2 separate regions of the Anas platyrhynchos genome follow, and region 1 is linked to region 2. Evidence: chromatin contacts called from public Hi-C data. All regions are on one chromosome and are shown on one strand. Each heading gives the region's core, a stretch centred on a gene start, on an enhancer-like site or on the middle of the called end of the contact. The rest is flanking DNA. Distances are from core to core; before and after follow the strand shown. Region 1 has its middle 34 kb from the start of CHRNA9. Region 2 overlaps RBM47 (RNA binding motif protein 47).

Region 1 (5,100 bases), core at 691-3,190, 51 kb before region 2:
GAAAGCAAATCTAGTGAACATCTGGAAAGAACAAATCAAGATAAATGGCAGCTGCAGTTTTAAAGAGAAGAGTTTTTCATTCTACTTCCTGAAAATGTTTGTTTTAAATGTGATTCGGTTTAAATGTGATTCAGTACTTCTACCTTCTAAATAACCTACCTAGAACTGTGTTGAGCTTTTTTTTTTTTTTTTTTTTTTTTTTTTTTTCTGAGTAATGCGTATTGTCTGCTTTCTCTGCCATTCTGAATGTTTATTCTTTGCCAGGATATGTACCTTACAATGTTAGCATATCTACTCACATTTTTTTTTCTGTTACAAAAGAACTTGAAACAATTTTTTCAATGCTATTATTTTTATTAATCTTCACTGCAAATTATTTTATCTATGGTGTTGGGAGTTGCATGGGGACTCTATGCCAAAGACTGGCTTGTGTTCCCTTTGGTCTGTCACTACATTGGTTTGTGTTATTCTAAACGTAGTGACAGAGCTGGCAAAGGAAGAAGAGCATTGGAGCAAAAAATACATATATATTTTTATTGCTTAAATGTAACCCATATGATTGTAGGCAGAGCTTCAGTGAATAAAATGAGTAAATTAGGATTCACTGTATTTGCTTTCTATGTTTTACCACTAATAAAATTTGATTGATAGTGGTCTTAAATACTATGTAATAATAACGTATTCTGTTTCTGTTTGCTCATGCATTCTCCATTAACATGTTTAAGTGCATGTTAGCAGGAAATGACTGAGCCAGTATAATGTGAACAAATAAAGAAAGGCACTGTGATTAATGCATGCATGTATGGTTGTATCGTTAGTGTACCATAGGCAAGTTGTAGGTCTGGCTTCTTCATTCATTCTGTGTTTTTGGTTCTAGCTGAATGTTACCAAGCTGCTCGCTGCATTTAAGTGACAGAGGAGTGGCTGTTAATGTTTTGTTAGTGTTATGCTTGTATGTCCAAGCTTGCAGCAGCTTGTGATGGAAAGGTGGGACCCCCTGAGGAGACACTGTCACCTCACACCATCCCACCCTGCCCCTCTGCATTGTTCCAGCAGGTAAGTGTGTCTAGGGGCCCTCAACTGCATGAAGATTTCTACTCACACCATCTGGAAGGTTGACTTCTCTGGGGATACCTTGCTGCCCTAAGTTCCCTCTAGCACCCATGTTTATTCAGACCCATTTTCTGTCCAGCTCACGGGCCTTTTCACAGGCACTTGATAGATGTGCTTCCTCCACAAGACACTCGACTTGGTTCAGAGCTGTCCAAATGTGTCATATGCTGCAGTTGGGTCTATTTTTGTTCAGCATGTTAATGGTTTAGGAGGCTGCCAGTAAGAGGTGAGTGAAACTTGTGTTGCTTTTACCTACTGTTCTTAGCTCAGGGGTCTGGTGTTGAGATAAGGGCCACGCTTTGTGTAGCCACAGTCACCTTCAGGTGCATGGCCTTAGTAGTGCTTTTGAATGCCATGTTCACTACCCTGCAGAGGTTGTTTGAATTGGATCAAAGAGCATTTCTAAACACCACGGTTCAAAGTGGAATGTGTAGGACGTGCACTCATTTGGCACCACACTGTTGAACCCACACATGACTCTGAGCAGTGCTTTTAGCCAGCAAGCTCTGTCACACCAGGAGCACTACCCTGGGACCCTGGGCTCCTGAGTTGACAGCAGCAAAGCAGCCCAGAGCTCCTGCCCCGTGTGCATGTTCCTGGTTTGGGATGGCCCCTGCTCTCAGCTGTGTGGGTTCAGCAGTTTTTGAGGCTGAAAATGGCAAGGCTGATGGCAAGGTTAAGAAGAAATGTAAAACAGCTGGAGCCAGCTGGGGTGAGGGGAGGAGAGGTGCAGGGTGACCGTGAAAATGTCTGGGGCCCAGGTGCCTGCCAAAGAAGTCAGCACCTTGCAAGAGCTCCTCTTGTGGAGACTTTTCCTCGCCTAACTCCTGAGACCTCTAGAGGTCACACGAGTGCTGTTCTTCTTGCCCGGGCACTTCAAGGCAGCACTAGTGGGCAATTTAAAAAATAAATGATTAAAAAACAAAAAACAAAAACCAACCTCAAAACACCTGCACTTAATCGTAGTTGTTTTCCTTTTTCTAAGAAGCAATAAGTAATGTAGACTTGGTGCCTTGTTAGCATTTCTCCTGCTGATAGCTTTTTATTAACGTCTAGATAAATGAAGGAATGTATCCTATGGGACAGTGCAAAGGCTGCTGTTCTGAAAGGGGTGTTTCATCTCCTCAGAAGCTATGCTTTAATTTACAGACCCAGGGGCCAGTAGTATTATGAACAGAACTGTCTGGAGGTAGTCTGTTAGTCTTCAGAGTACTGGGGAACAAAGACTTTATGAGCAGTCCAGACTGTGGTCCTACACCTGGTCGGGGCAGTCTGGCATAATGCTGAGACAAAGAGAAAATGCCTGCCGGAGGCATTGGGATCAGGTCAGCAGAGACAGGTTAACTTACAGCTTCTGACCAATGTCAAGTAGCCTGGAAAAGCAGGTTTTGGGCAAACAGATTTCTTCCACCGATCTTTCTTGACTGGACTGTCTCACTCTTAGCTCCTCAGTACTTGTCCTTTAGTCCTTATATTTTCTTCTGTGTGTGGAAAGAATCCTGTTATGGTATGGATATGGGCATAGGAATCAACTTTAGCCTTGTGGTACTGTTCCCTGCACCCTGTAAACGTGTCTCCTTGAGTTCAGTAATCATAAATGGGGACTGGGTAGGGCAACATCTCTGACATGGAAGAAAGAGTTTGTTTGCTCTTGCTATTGATTTGCAGCAAATCTCATGCTCAGCTCACTGCAAATGTAATATTAACATGAAAGATCTCTTCTGTATATGAGACCATCTCCACGTACAGTTAGGCTGAGGAAAGGGAAATCATTGAGGCAGTTCAATATTTGGCTTTCACTTCAAGAGATGGAAGCACTGGTATGTGCCATTTGTAACTTCTGAAGAAGCCAGTAGAAATGGGGCAGGATGTGTCATACAGAGGTTCCTGATTGTTCCAGCAGGTTCACTGTGGTAATCTGAGCCTGCACTTGTTCCCAGAGATGAAGGTTCTTCAAAATGCTGATTTAATCTTTCACTTTTGTGTCAGATTGCAATCCTATGTTGGAAGATGGCTGGAGAGCAGAGGCTGGTCGACTCAAATGAGGTAGCAGGTATATTAAGACTGTTGGAGGTAATTTGGTCCAGTTCAAGTGGTCCTTGCTGGTGCTCTAACCTTCTTCCAGGACACTGTTTCCAGCTACTCCCTGGAGGTGGTCGTCCTGAACCCAGCTTGGTGGGTGATTCCTTCCCCTTCCCTCTTAGCTACAAATATTGATTTGCACTAGCTGTCTCAGAGATGATTATTAGCACTGCCCAGGCCTGGAAATGTTATTAAGTGCTAACCCTAACAAGAGCTGCTGCTGGCAGGTCAGCTTGGGGAGCAGAACTTCTTTGTACAGCAGCAAAATGTACGTCACCATTCATTTCTGTTGCACTGCAGCAGCTGAATTGCTGTTTTATAGCATGTATTTTCTTTACAAACAAACAAACAAAACCTCCAAACACAAAAGACATCCAGCCAGAACAACAAGGTAATTATGAACCACATCGGTATGAGTATTGGCTTAAATCCATTATATACACCAACCCTGCCTATAGTAAAGGAACATGGGGCAATTACTGACTTCATAAATTCCTGTTCATACAGGACATCCAAAAGATTACAAGAGGGTGAACTTCAAAGAGAGCAGTATCACGGGACCTAAAATTGGAGAATTTGTATGTGGATAGTGGGGCTTTATCACAGACTGGTGACAGCCAAGGGGCAGAGTCACCATGGTTTGACATCTCATTTTGATGAGATGCTTCAGGATATTAAAAATGAGGCACCTAAATATCATTATATATCTGTACCAAGATCCTGCTGCTGGTGGTCTGGCTGGGATTGAGGCCGCTGTTGTGGTTTGCCTTGCAGCAAGCACTCAGCAATTTTCTTGTAGTGTGTGTGTGTGAATAAACCACTCCAGAGGGAATACAAAAATTACAACTTTGATGCTTTTTTGCTGTTGCCTGATACGTTTAGGGGGATGCTTAGCCAGGACAGTGTGTATCATGTTAGTAATTTCCCTAGTTAACTACTAGAACTTTATTATTATTATTTTATTATTTTATTTCCAGAGGTACTTTTTGATGGTTTAGAGAGATGGCACATGTAGAAATAGAGCACTATTCTAGAATAGCTGCTTTGGCTAAGCTCAGGAGCCTGCAGAGAGGCTACCCACCATTAGTGCTTTAAATCCAAATCCCATCAGAGCTGGCACCTGTGGGTGGCTGGTGCCCTGGGGACAAGACCACCACTTTATAGAGGTGTTTGGGGCTATGCAGTTTTTGCATGTTCACCCTTCAGGTGCACTCGGGTGTTACTGCTGAATAACCAAAGGCAATTTGTATTACAAAGATAAAAAAAAAAAAAAAAAAAAAAAAGTAATTATATTACAATGAATGAAATCTGCAGGAAAAGGGAAAAGAGAGTTACTTTAATCCAGGAGGGGTTTGGGAGGGAGATGGGTGCTCAGCAAAATCCAGCTTTGTTAGAATTTCTTTGCTGTTTACCTGGTACTTGAGCCTTTTTTTTTTTTTTTTTTTTTTAATCACTCCTAGGGATTATGGTGTCTCACTGTAAGTATTATCTCTCCTCAGAACTTTATCTATAACAAGTAATTTACCTAATTGCATGCTATTGAGAGAAAAGAGTTTCATTCTAGTTCCAAGGTTCACTGTGAAACTGGGTGAAAAAGTATCTTATCAGGGATCTATACAGTCATTTGTAGTTTGCTCTTGTTCCCTTAAATACTGTCCAGCAACTCTAGGTCCTATAAAAAACTAGGTGATATTTTGCAAAATTCCTCCTACGAGAAGATCAATACTGATTCCTTTTGCTGCAGTCAGAGGCTGTGGCATAGCACTGTTGTTATACTGCGTAACTTCTGTCGTGGTTCTTCTGTGTCAGCCTCCCTGCGTTTAATGCTGGAGATTTATTACATGCTTTCTATCTGGGTTAATTATTTTGGCCTCTGGATCTACTAATTGCCATTTGTAAATTTTC
Region 2 (5,553 bases), core at 1,568-4,067:
TCGTGGATCTTACTGCTACCACATACAACCAAGGGCAGGAACCTCTAAGTGACTGTCAGTTTCTAACAAAGATACTCAGTTGTACTCAGAGCGTGGTCAGCTTCAAGATAGAAAAGACCTTCATGTCTAAGTTGTAAGGCCGTCTGGTGAGGTCTTCTTAGGTCAACCATGGTGGGGTCTTCTTAGGTCACAGAAACAACAGAAATCATGCTTTGAAATGCTCTTCTAGTGAAATTATCAGGAGAACCTAAATCAATGCAAACCCTAAATGACAACCTGAGCTGATTAAGGGGCACTTTACAAAAGGTCCCTCCCTGGGTACACTGTGATCATGTTTCACCAAGAGCAACCAGCTTCTCCTCCTACCCCAGCTGGCCAAAGGTCAGCATGTTGAAGGGAGCAAAGTCCAGCAGTAACTCATGGTGAAATGTCTAAAGCCACTCCAGCTTACCACAGGCAGTCCGGAAGTAGAGCTTCTGTGAAACTCAAAGTTCACAGATGTAAACTACTTTGGACATTTAAGTTTGGAAGGAGAGGGAATGCATTTCTGCACAGTATTTGTCACTGTGACAGAGCAAATAGGTAATGAATAGACCTTGTTGTCTTTGCCTAGGAGTTGATTTCCCTGTTTGCATACGATTCCCAGGTCCTGCACACTTTTCCTGTTTGTGATGAACACTTGGTGCTCTCATCCTGGTTTCCTAAAAACAACCCTGGTGTATGAAACCGTGTCATGGTGGCCAGCCCCATTCTACTCATTCATAACTTCTGAACCTGCTGGCCAGCTTCAGGAAAACCAGGGCTGAATGAGAGAAATGCAATTTGTTTCTGCCTCAGGGTGAGGTGGTTATAGCCAGGCTTTTCCCTGCCCCAAGAAGCAGTGTTTGGCAGGGCTGAATGACCTGTGGCTGAGTGCATGTGCACCCCAAACAGACCCCAAACCTGCTCAGCCCAAAAGGAAGGGGGTGCAGAAAGGAGCAAGGGAGAAATACAAAGGTTGGAGCTGGAATTGCTCTGCATTCCTATGGTGGCACTGCAGAGAACCAGACTTAATACGTTCTGTTATTCATAGATCATCCGGTTATAATGATGTTAAATCCTCCAGTCCATGTCTGTCAAATTCCCACTGAGATAAGTAGGAGCTAAGCATGATCAAGAGCCTTTGAAAACTGTGTAAGTGCCTAGGTATTGGCCTCGGGAGGTCTGACTTTAAATACCCATACCTTAAAATGACAACATATCAAAAAAAACAAAAGTTCAGTCTTTCAGACACAAACTTTAATTGTTACATTGCTGAACTAGCAGGAACCTTAACAACAAAACTATGAAAAAAAAAAAAGTATACAGTTACATTCTAACCCTGAGTAAAAATCAGATTTCCAAGGCTATGCTACATGTTCATTTTGTTAAGCATATAACTTATTTTTAAATTAACACCGACTCTAGAAATGGTCCTTCTTGCTCCAAAACCACTAAATTTAAGCTTTCTTAAGTATGCTACAGATACAAATGCAAAGTTACTGGGATGTCACAGAAGTATTGAAAACATCTAATGGTATGGTTTACAGCAGAGAGGTTAAATATTGGATTATTGCACTCATGAAAGGGATAGATGTGTTTGGAAAACCCTGCCTGCTGTTTTTGCTTTTTCAGTTCATTAGCAGAATTATTGGCTGCAGAGAGAGCTCCTTTCCTTCCTTCTGTCCTTTCCTAGAAAGTGGGTAATGCACAGAAGGAACATAATGGTTGAAAGAGAAATTGTTTTTCTCATCTTTCAGTTGCTCTTTATAACAGTGGTTAATTTTGAGACAATAATTGCAAAGGAGACATATTCAGAAAGAGCTGACCTAATAAAAACAGGCAACCAACACCTAAGACAGGTAGATATCTAAAGAGTTAAAATCTCCTTTAATAAGGATGTATAAGGGAACAATCTCACTAGTTGTCTACCTGGTGGTTTGGAAACCCCTGAAAGCCAATGTACAGCACACTGTTGTGTGCTGATTTCTGCAAAGAGAAAAGATGGATTATTTATTACCCCATTATTGGGCTTTGTTTCTGATGTTCTTACTCTCAAAAGCAGCAAAAGCCCCAAAACAATGTATTGTTTAATACCAAACATTGTTCTTGTTTTTCATCAGAACAGGGAAGGCAACAGTTGCTCAACTTTACAGCCAGAATGAATATAACAATAAATTTAGACTGGGCTTATCAAAGAGAATAAGGAACTGCAAGAAAGCAGGGAAAATCTGTAATAGCAGCAGGGAGAACCTATCACTACCTGTCAAAAGAGTCCCTAAATGCCTGTCAAGCTGGGAGTGCAATGTTTTACTACTCCTGGTGTGAGTTCCTAGCTTGGAAAGAGTCACTGATGGCTGGAGATAAGGCTGGGGGAAGATGAATATGTTGCGTTTAGGTGGCAGAACTGCATGCAAGAGTCCCATGACAAATGCTGCTGCTGGGGGTCTCACATCTCAGGTTGGCTCTGTCCTCCTGGCTGCTGTGGAGCGGTTCTCTTGGTTTGGCCCAGAGATTACAGCCTAGACATGAATCTTTAATTGCAGTTGTGATTCCTTCTGAACGCTTTTGTTTCTAATCATGCGTGCTTTCCACTGAAACTATGTTTTGTTTTAAAAAAAATATCTCAACCAGCCATAACATAACCCCCTCCTTAGCTCTTGTCTCTTGTGGAGGAGCTGCGCTGTGGATACTCCCTTCTGAAGGAGCATCATGTTTCGGGGAGTAGAGTACAGTGTGGGTCATGCTGTGCCCTTATGGAGTGAAGCACTGGAAAAGTAAGCAGCTTGTGGCTGTCCAAGAGCTCCTCCACCCCTAGCAGGAGGCTCAAGCCAGTTACACCCAGTGAAGCTTGCAGGAGGACTGATGTTTCACCAACCAGTGGAGGAAGGGCTGGATGCTGCCTGTGCTGCACCTCCCTTTGGCCTGGAGAAGGGACACAGAGGAAGGTACGTGTCCTTTCCATTGCCCCTGCTGAGGAAATGCTCTGCCTGCTTTGGTCCCTGGAGCAGCTCAGGGCAGTGCCGGCTGCACATCTGCACCGTGCAACAGCTTGCTTCCCCAGGTCATGCTCTGTCCTGGTCTGCTGAGCATCCACACCACATAAATGTCTGCTTTTGGGTCCTTGTTTGGACACAGCCACCAGTTCTTCCTGAAACAAAGCCCAGACATGGCTCCATCGACAGACAAAACAGACCAGGCTGTGCTGGGTGTGCTTGCCTGGGCTGATGCAGCACGGCCTTCCCAGAGGATCCCTGCACCCACCAGAGTGAAAACTGCTGGTTATGAAAGAGTCTCCAAACACAAATGGTGACCAGTAGGATAAATAAATAAATTTTGAGATAGAAGGTGCAAGCCACAAATGTTCATCTGTTGTATCTCAGAAGATTTGTGTGATTCTACTGAAACCTGCCCCCAGCTCAGTTGAGGAAAAGCGTGTTTTCCTGCTGGTTGCTTAGAAGTGAAGTAGTTCTCTGAAATTCAGGCATATGGCTATAAGGTTATTTCAGTTATAAATGCAGAGACACTTGCACCTAACTATCCATCACTTGGTGTGATGTTCCCATGCACGCACACTGTGCTCAAGGTTACGTTGCCAAGCTGAGCACCCAGAGGATGGTTTGTCCTTTGGTACCGTGCCCCACCTTGCCCTGCCACTCCTGCTGAAAACCAACCCTGCAAAACCAAGAAACATACTGCAAAAATGCACACACACACACACATTTCACAGCACAGCCTGCTGCTGAGAGCGTCAAAGCACTGAACACCACGAATGAAATACTGTGCTATTACATCCAGCTTGTACAGAAAAACATCCTGCTGCTAGCAGGTGAATGGGAAAGCCGTATTTCACAGCCAGGCATAAGGAGGGGGTTATGCTTTGGGGCTGGCAGGCTGTGCAGAAGAAACGGGCTATTTTTACAAATGATCTGGAGTAGGAGGGAGAGAGCCATCTAACAAGCAGCTGACGGCACAGCTGTGTTTGTGGGAACCTGGTCCCATCACCCAGCAAATACCTGGCTCGCAGATTTTGGGTGCAGTTAATGATTGAACATCTTGGCCCCAGCAAGAAACTGGAACACCCCGAGGAAAGATTTTGGCAGGGGCATATTAATAAGTGTCCTGTTACCTGGTCATGCGTTTTACACGTGGGGTGCTATGTTAATTGCCATCTAACGACCTGAGAAACTGCAGAGGTTGGAGTGCTTCCTCTTCAGCACCAACCCATCCAACATGGGTAGTGTTTGTGCATCCTGATGTGTCCCCGCTCACAAATGGGAGGGACAAGGGTACAGAGCCCCCCTTGCACTCCCAGGTCTCTGCTGCTCATGTTCTTCTCTTCTAGGCCCGTGGAAGGGGCCACATCTTCCTGCTGTTTGGATCTGCTCCTTTCCACATGAGCAGCAAAGGAATAAATGATGAATAGGGCACGAATCAGAAATAAATCCTGTTTGAAAGCTGACTTGGACAGATGCTCCAGACTGGTACATTCATTCTGGTGATGGTTTTCTTTAAAAAAATCTCCCAGCTTCTTTACCCAACCCCACATTAATTTTCTTATAAATAAATAAATAAATAAATAAAATGACCCTATTAATCTCTTGCTGACAGGAAATTTATTATCTCTGTAAGTTAGCTTTTTGACTAAAAACTGCTACTCCCAAATATTGGTGTAAGCAAGTAAGAAAATTAATTGCACATAAAAATACCACAATATAACGCTCACCTGATGCCTCAAAAAATGCCCTCATAGCTAAAACATTTAACATTTATAAAGTTGCTCTACTAAAAAAGTAGCTTTCTTAAAAATATTTTTTGATCAGGGGCAAGTTAGATCTGGAATAGCCATATGCCAGTTGCTGAACTATGTGCAAAGGCTCCTCTGTCGGGAACTGCCATAATCTCTGATATCAGAACTCCACCTGCAGATATTGGAGTATGGAGCATTAACTCTTGCCGAATCAAGGTGGTCCGCTGGGTTAAAGGGGAGAAGCACAGGGAAGTGGCTTACTTGCAAATCTGTTTGTCGTATCACTGCAGATGCCCCTCCTCCTTTACACAAACTTGTCGATCTTGCATGATGATGGTCTGAAGGACACAGACCAAAGATTTTTTCAGTTTTTTACTTCCTTTAAAAAAGATGTGCCTGCTCTTTTAACATAGGAACTATTCTGTGAGCTAGAAAATCCATTTATTTTAAATGACTTGGACTTCAGTCACAAAAACACAATATTAACTACAAGTAATTTACCTAATTACAACTCTGGAAAACCCAAGTATAATCAAAACAGAAAACTCCCTTGAACCAGATTGGGCAAGCAGAAAAAGAAAAGAGAAGACACAGATCCTATCTCTCGTAAGCTGGCATGTTAGCACAATTCCACTCCCAAAACACCGGCAAATTTTGACTTCCTAAAACACTGTCAAAATTTGAGTTCTGCAAAAGAGTATATTCAAGAAGAAAACTACCAGGCCTCAAAGTTCATCTCTATGACAAACTTAAATGCCAGTTAATAACTTGCCAAGCAGAGCAAC

The links. A called contact is a pair of places that touch in the nucleus more often than the background predicts.
Region 1: a Hi-C map of liver shows a contact between it and region 2, with 2.1 times the contacts expected there. The contact joins two enhancer-like sites.

Annotation. Positions count from the first base shown.
Region 1 is chr4:55,687,826-55,692,925 of IASCAAS_PekinDuck_T2T, reverse strand. No RefSeq gene overlaps it. Among named protein-coding and RNA genes, the nearest start is that of CHRNA9, 34 kb to the left of the region's middle. Within about 2 kb of position 1,940, at least 2 of the 8 cell types and tissues checked have an H3K27ac peak or open chromatin away from gene starts, as enhancers often do.
Region 2 is chr4:55,637,200-55,642,752 of IASCAAS_PekinDuck_T2T, reverse strand. All of the region lies in intron 2 of RBM47 (RNA binding motif protein 47), which reads right to left. Among named protein-coding and RNA genes, the nearest start is that of RBM47, 44 kb to the right of the region's middle. Within about 2 kb of position 2,817, at least 4 of the 8 cell types and tissues checked have an H3K27ac peak or open chromatin away from gene starts, as enhancers often do.